Linked DNA regions of Mus musculus: region 1 is linked to region 2. A link is a contact called in public Micro-C data. All regions are on one chromosome and are shown on one strand. The core of a region is the stretch at or near the end of the contact, and the rest is flanking DNA. Distances in the headings are between cores, read along the strand shown.

Region 1 (3,074 bases), core at 81-2,580, 190 kb before region 2:
CAGATGTTCCAATCCACAGTCTCTCTTCTTGGCTTTCCTTGGGCCATTTTTTTTTTCTTTTTTCTCTCTTTTTTTTTTTTTTTTTTTTTTTTTTTTTTTTGGCAGCAACACGTGCCATCCTGTCTCCTTGGAGTGGAAGTTCATGTGACCTTGGCTGGTGAATGAGAGCACAGACTCCACTCTGGCTGTGAGTTTTGGCATGTGGGGCTATGGCAGTGACCGGGCAGGACAGAGCTCTATACATCCTGCTTACCAGGAGGTTGGGAGCCACTGTGGGACTCTGAGAAGCTTACCATGAACAAGTTAGTATTCCAGGGAAAACCTTGCCCTGGAGGATAGGCACAGGGAGGTCAGCTGGAAGTGCCTCTGGAAGTGGTAAGCTCTTGACATGTGCTCAAGGCTCTCTGGTTTGAGAAACTATAATAAATACTGGACATAAATAGGAATCATCTTGAATGGCAGGTCAGCTTTATCTCTTTTGCTCTGCATTTTGATGACTATCTTATTTTCACACTCTGAAGTGTCATCATATTGTGGAACCCCTCCATTCAATAGAAAGGGCAGGACTCTGGAATTCCGGCCCAGCTAGTATTCCAGTGTCAGCTCCCTGGCTTGAAGGCCACCATGCTACACGATGTTCTGTGAGCTTCTCCTGGGTTTGTGATCCAGTCCAGGACAGGCAGGCTCCATGGAATGCAGGGGTGCTGTTAGGCTCCATCTCTGAACTGAGGCGCTGTTGGGCAGAGAAGATAACCTGGGGAAATGCTCCCAACAAATCAAAATTTCTCACTTAAAAGTTGTACGGATTCCTTAAAGGGCACCAGCTGTTTGCAGAGTAAAGGGTTTAAAATCTTGTGACATAATTAAAGGTACTCGGCCCGTTTTACCAATTATGTCAGAGTAAAGCAACCACACTCACCACCGACCGTTGAAAGCCGCTGTTTTCTGTTCACCTCTGTACTTCTCAACTCCTGGAAAATGAGCTCTTGCTGTTGCTGTTGCATTTCTCCTCGTAACACAAGTGCGGTGGAGTGAAACGAGCTGCAAAAGCCCCAACAGTTACATGTGGATTTTTATGTAAAAGAAATCTTTGTTCATCATAGGCCGTATTTCTTTTTGCTTCGTTTAATACCATTAGCTGAGGGTTTGGGAACAACCTTGAGACGTTCTGATTCTGAAGGAGTACTAGTTTTGACAATTAGGATTCTGTTCGTTGCCTAGGAAAACGAAACCGAAAAGCTTTCCTTGAAGCTTGTGGTTCACTGCTTCCCACCTTGAGCTCCTGCCATTGGATGCCAGGAAGGCATCACACCTCGTACAGCGAGAGCATAGAATAAACACTGTGCAGCTGTGAACAGCAGCCCGCGCGAGCACTGTTAAGTCAGGTGTTCCTTGTAGCCAGTGGCTTTGGGTGTGAAGAATGCTTCTCCCAGCCTAAGCCCAGTGAGAGGCAAATATCTTGTTCATACAACAGATGTGTTTGAACCTGGTCCTTTTGGATGCTGAAGGAAAAACTAATGGAACAACTGACCTCAGGCCTGCCTAAGTAGTGGTCCCGACAAAAAGTAAATGGAGATAAATTACGTTTTGGCTTGCTAGAGCACTCCTGTCTCCATCGCCAGGTTTGATTTATGCAGGAGTGCTTGCTGCTGCCTTTGAACATACAGCAAACAAACTTTCTCTGCTACATGCAGATTTGAGGAAGGCACCGAAGCAGGTCGCTATTGGGTGCACATCCAGGGTGCTTGGAGAAACCCATCAGCCATTCTGCTGCAATACAGAACTCACGTACGTATTTAAACTAGGCGGCGTGAAATGGAACAAATTGGGCCATAAGCCAGGCAATACAATAACTGCTAAATGGGCAGGCATCCTAAAAGTGCTGTAGGGAAATGACATGTTGCTAGAGACCAGACTAGAAGGTGGCATTGTGGCATGTGTCAGGGCTGGGAGCTTGCCAGTCTGACTGTCATTTTCTGAATTATTTGGGTGGAGATATGGAGGGAAGTGTTGCTTTTAAGTTTGGTTGTTGTTTGTGGAGTTGTTTCAAGGATGCTGGGTAGTGTTTATTCTCTCCTTCCTTCATCAAAATTTATCACAAAGATAAAAGCAGCAAATGTGGCTCCCTTTCTATCTTAGGAAATATTCCTGTCATTTTTTTTCTTCACTCAAAGGAAGATAGAAATCATAAAAATACTAGCAATTCTGGACTTTGGAATTGTACATTGTGGAATTTTTTATTATGTTCTTTTTCCCTTTTGGACACAGTCTCATGTAGTTTAGTCTGATGTTACACTCACTGTGTTGCTGAGGATGAGACCTGCCCACTCAACAACAACAACTACTACTACTTCTTCTTCCAAAAAAAAAATAAATAAATAAATAAAATATTTATTTATTATTATATCTACACTGTAGCTGTTTTCAGATGCACCAGAAGAGGGTATTAGATCTCATTACGGATGGTTGTGAGCCACCATGTGGTTGCTGGGGTTTGAACTCAGGTCCTTCTAAAGAGCAGTCAGTGCTCTTACCTGGCAAGCCAGCTCACCAGCCCCCCACTTATCTTTTAAGTGCTGGGATTTCAGGCTTACGCTACCACCTGGCTCAGGGGCTGCTGGGGGCTGATTTAAGGCTGTGCCTATAAGGCCAGCACTCTATCCACTGAGGCACATCTTCAGCCCTTCATGGAGCGTCTTAAATATGTCATTCACTCACAGTAGATGGTTTGCAGCCTCCCCAGCATACACCAGGTGGTCCTTTCGGCAGCCCTCCGTGGGAAGTATCTTTATTTAGCCTTTTTCAACCGAAGGAATCGTCTAGTCTTCCCTGCCCATCCGGTGAGGGTTAACAAAGAATTTCAGTGAATGCTTCTCTGCTCCCTGTGGCCTCTTTCCCAGGTGGGCAGAGGCTTCCCACCCACTTTATCTCAGGTCACAGAGAACAGAGAAAACATCCTGTGACCTGGATAGTAGGAAGCTTATTGTAAGATCCTAGGCAAAGACAGCAGCAGGCTCTAGAAAGGACAAAGGCTGAGGGGAACTGGACACCCAGGGGCTAGGATCAGAGGCTGT
Region 2 (3,356 bases), core at 705-3,204:
AGGACCAATTCTGAACAATATATGGAAAACCCCAAATGCGTTTTTAGACAGACTGATAGTGAGAAAAAAGGAGAGTGACTTAGCACACACAAATGAAAAAAAATGGCTTTTATGTCTTTGCCCAGTTTTGGAAAAAAGAGGCCTTGTGTTTGCTAGGGGGTTTGGTGTTACATACAGATAAGAGCTTCCAGACAAGCAACACAAGAACAGATCACTGGTCTCCAGTTAATGTCATCAGGGGCACAGCCTGATTCTGAGAGGGCCTTATCTACTGCGCCGCACTGAGCATCCCTACCATCAGCAGCAATATGGACAACTGTCCTCTTTGGGAATGAACCAGGAGGGCCCAGGCAGCTGAAATCACAAGGAATGAACGTGCACTCATTGTGTGTGTGTATGAGCACACAGGCTTGCACAAGCATTTATTCCAAACATATCCGATGCCTTGATAAATTCTCAGCATTCCTGGAAACATTATTTGGCCAATTACAGAATGAACAGACTTGTAAATCCTATGATATTTTAGCAAATAAATATATTTTGTTTCTAATTTTCTTCCTACTTCACATCCAGAATATTTCAACAAGAGAAACTAGAATGATACTGATAAGCAGGATATAACCAGCTCACAGCAAATAACCTAGGATCCTGTTTATAGTTCTGTAGGCCAATAATTAGTTAATAATTTAAGGGCAATCTGTACCACAGAAGGAAGTTTTACTAGGTTAAAATAATAAATGAGGCTGCACCCCTGCTAATAAAAACAGAAAATGCTGTCCTTCGTTTGGCTGTAATCCTGCCAATAAGCAGCAAAATGGGCTGACTGACCTTTTCAGTCTGAAGATTCATAATGGAATTCCATAAAATCCTAAAACTAAGATAAAATAATAAGATAAAATATCTGTGCTCCTAAATAACATTCAGAAGGGTCACTACTTCAGAACCAGTTATGGCAGCCAGGTCAGGATGGCAACCTTGACAGAAGCAGCCAGGGCACAGATAGTCAGTAAACATGGGTTGAAAAGGCGAAGAAGACATTATATTTGTACATACATGCATTTGTACATACTGATGTTTATAATACACATACATGCATGAGCACACACCTAACAAACAATAGTCAAGCTCATCTGCAAAAAGAGTCACCTGGGGACAAAGCTGAGCTGTGAGTTTAAGGCCATGAAGGCCATAGGCAGACACAGGTGTCAGGGTAGCTCTGGGACAAGGGCATGGGCTCTGAAGCCACACTATAGGGTTTTAATCCTGGCTTCTTCACTTACCTTCTGATTGCGGTAACCATAGTAACTACCTCACTGGGTTGTTAGGAGGTTAAAATAAGCTAATCTGCCACAGAACAAGCACTCTGTTAGTAGATCATTATTGTAAACGCAGCTGAAAACTCCAGCTGTGGGCATCTGAAGACACCCTGAAGCAGAAGTCAAGATGCTGAGCCCATGAAGGGAAAGATCTTGAGTGGCTCCCTGAAGAAAGCTTTGAGCCAAAACTCCTGGTCCAGTCAGACCTGTCACCAGCGGGAAGTAGACATGGAGAAGGCACCCACCTCAGGTCATGGAGAAAGACAACTCTGAAAAGGCAGATCCCTGACCTTGCATCTGGCTCCAGTGCATGGCAGGACTCTGGTACTACCTAAGCTGTAGTAGGTTGGGAAATTAATGCAGAAAACTTTTCATTCAATAAAGACCATGGGGCCCTGGCACAAGCTGTCATGAACTCATCCTAGAGACATCTCTACAGTTCAGGGTACAGTCAGGTTGAAAATCACATTGAACACAGAGAAGAGCAGATGATAACAAACCCACACCTGGAACCATCCTGGCTAACACTTCCAGAGAGGACAAATTACCTACAGACACAGACTCCTCATCAGCAGTAACAGATGCCCGAGGAAAGGGAATGCATCTTCAGAGTGCTGAGGAGAAATAAATGTCAACATGGAATCCTACGCTTTCACTGCAGACTGAGGGAGAAGGCAGAACAGCTGCAAGCACACAAGGACTGAGCTTATCACCCACAGAGCCAGAGAGCAGAGACACTGACATCGACAGGAGCGAGAGATGCTAGGGCATGTTAGCTAAAGAGGACAAACTGACAAGGGCTTCTTCCATGTCCCATGCCTGAACCCACAAAACGTATCTGTGTTTATGTGAGGAGAGTCACATCTCCCCCTTGCCCTTGGTCTTTCCTCCTGTGCTCTGAAGACATCTGATTTTGAAAGGTGCTTCCTCCCACTTGTCTTTATTCACTGCCTTAATTTTTAATACTTTAACTGATACTGAAAAGCAGTGGTGCCCAACCCCAACCTCAACTCCCAGTTCTGTTCCTAGATGCAATCACCTTCATATCTTTGGGCAGTCTCACCTGGTATTTATCTTCCTATTTTTAAATAATACTCCGTGCCAGGAGACCTTTGGAAAAATCCATCACCTGCTGGTGAAGGCTAAGGCTGCTTGGCCATTTGCCATGTGACAAGCCTTTCTAAAAACTGGCAGAAGGACAGTCTTGGTAAGCTGTTACAATGAAAGACACAGTGCATTTGTTTAGAACTTGAAGCCCCATGATGTGGGCTTCATTTCCAGAATTAACTGATATGAGTTTCAAGACGAGAGAATAATAAGAGGAACATTTCCCAGTATTTTTATATAACTATATCATAAGCACTTATTCATGCTGTATTACTTTATATCTATTAAAAATAGAATATGCCCACCCTGATAATAAGCTGGGTAACATGAAAATCTGTGAAGTCAGGCTGCTAGGACAGCAGTTCACTATGCCAAGGGACAGGAGCCAAGGCACATGTGACAGCTTGAATATGGGTGAGGGTTGTGAGGATGGAGAGAAGAAAGGATCTCCATCACTTGAACTTTGGGAGAGAAAAAAAGGAAGAAGATGGAAAGCACTCCAGGAAAGTGACTTACTTCTATCTTGTGTGTAAAACAAAAAGAAACCTTGGTGAATGAATCCCGTGACTAGAAGTCTGTCTCAAGGCAATCTAAAGCATGTATTTATTACCCAATTAAAAATGTAAAAAACAAAACAATAGTGGAAACCAAACAATGACAACTCCACTCCCACCCCTCCTCTAAAAGAAAAACAAATCAGAGTTTCTAACTAGAGGTCTAGGACAAGGAGAAGGGGAGCGTGGGCGCCTCTAATAAATGGCCAAAAGAATCACTTAATCTCTCTCTCTCTCTCTGTGTGTGTGTGTGTGTGTGTGTGTGTGTCACTGTAGTAGTTTAGAACATGACTCTCAATTATGGTAAATACAAGTTTAGTTCTGCTCTTGTATTCCCCAATATCTGAGGTGTGTCATAGAGTTTGTTAAATTAGAGAGT

Evidence for each region. A called contact is a pair of places that touch in the nucleus more often than the background predicts.
Region 1: a Micro-C map of the AtT-20 cell line shows a contact between it and region 2, with 3 times the contacts expected there. The contact joins two enhancer-like sites. A contact is called at or near these places in 5 of 39 promoter capture datasets (the 3T3-L1 cell line, hippocampal neurons and liver), 5 of 484 Hi-C or Micro-C datasets (the AtT-20 cell line, the HL-1 cell line, cerebral cortex and 1 more) and 1 of 9 other capture datasets (pancreatic islet).

The regions. Positions count from the first base shown.
Region 1 is chr3:85,775,152-85,778,225 of GRCm38.p6, reverse strand. It overlaps a transcript of Fam160a1 not described here. Among named protein-coding and RNA genes, the nearest start is that of Fam160a1, 30 kb to the right of the region's middle. Within about 2 kb of position 1,330, at least 27 of the 459 cell types and tissues checked have an H3K27ac peak or open chromatin away from gene starts, as enhancers often do. A contact at or near this core is called in the AtT-20 cell line, where this site is marked.
Region 2 is chr3:85,582,034-85,585,389 of GRCm38.p6, reverse strand. All of the region lies in intron 2 of Gatb (glutamyl-tRNA(Gln) amidotransferase, subunit B), which reads right to left. Gm46809 (a long non-coding RNA gene) reads right to left here. Exons shown (of 2, transcript XR_001783869.2): 1 at 1,865-3,356; 2 at 1-1,652. Among named protein-coding and RNA genes, the nearest start is that of Gm46809, 7.7 kb to the right of the region's middle. Within about 2 kb of position 1,954, at least 9 of the 459 cell types and tissues checked have an H3K27ac peak or open chromatin away from gene starts, as enhancers often do. A contact at or near this core is called in the AtT-20 cell line, where this site is marked.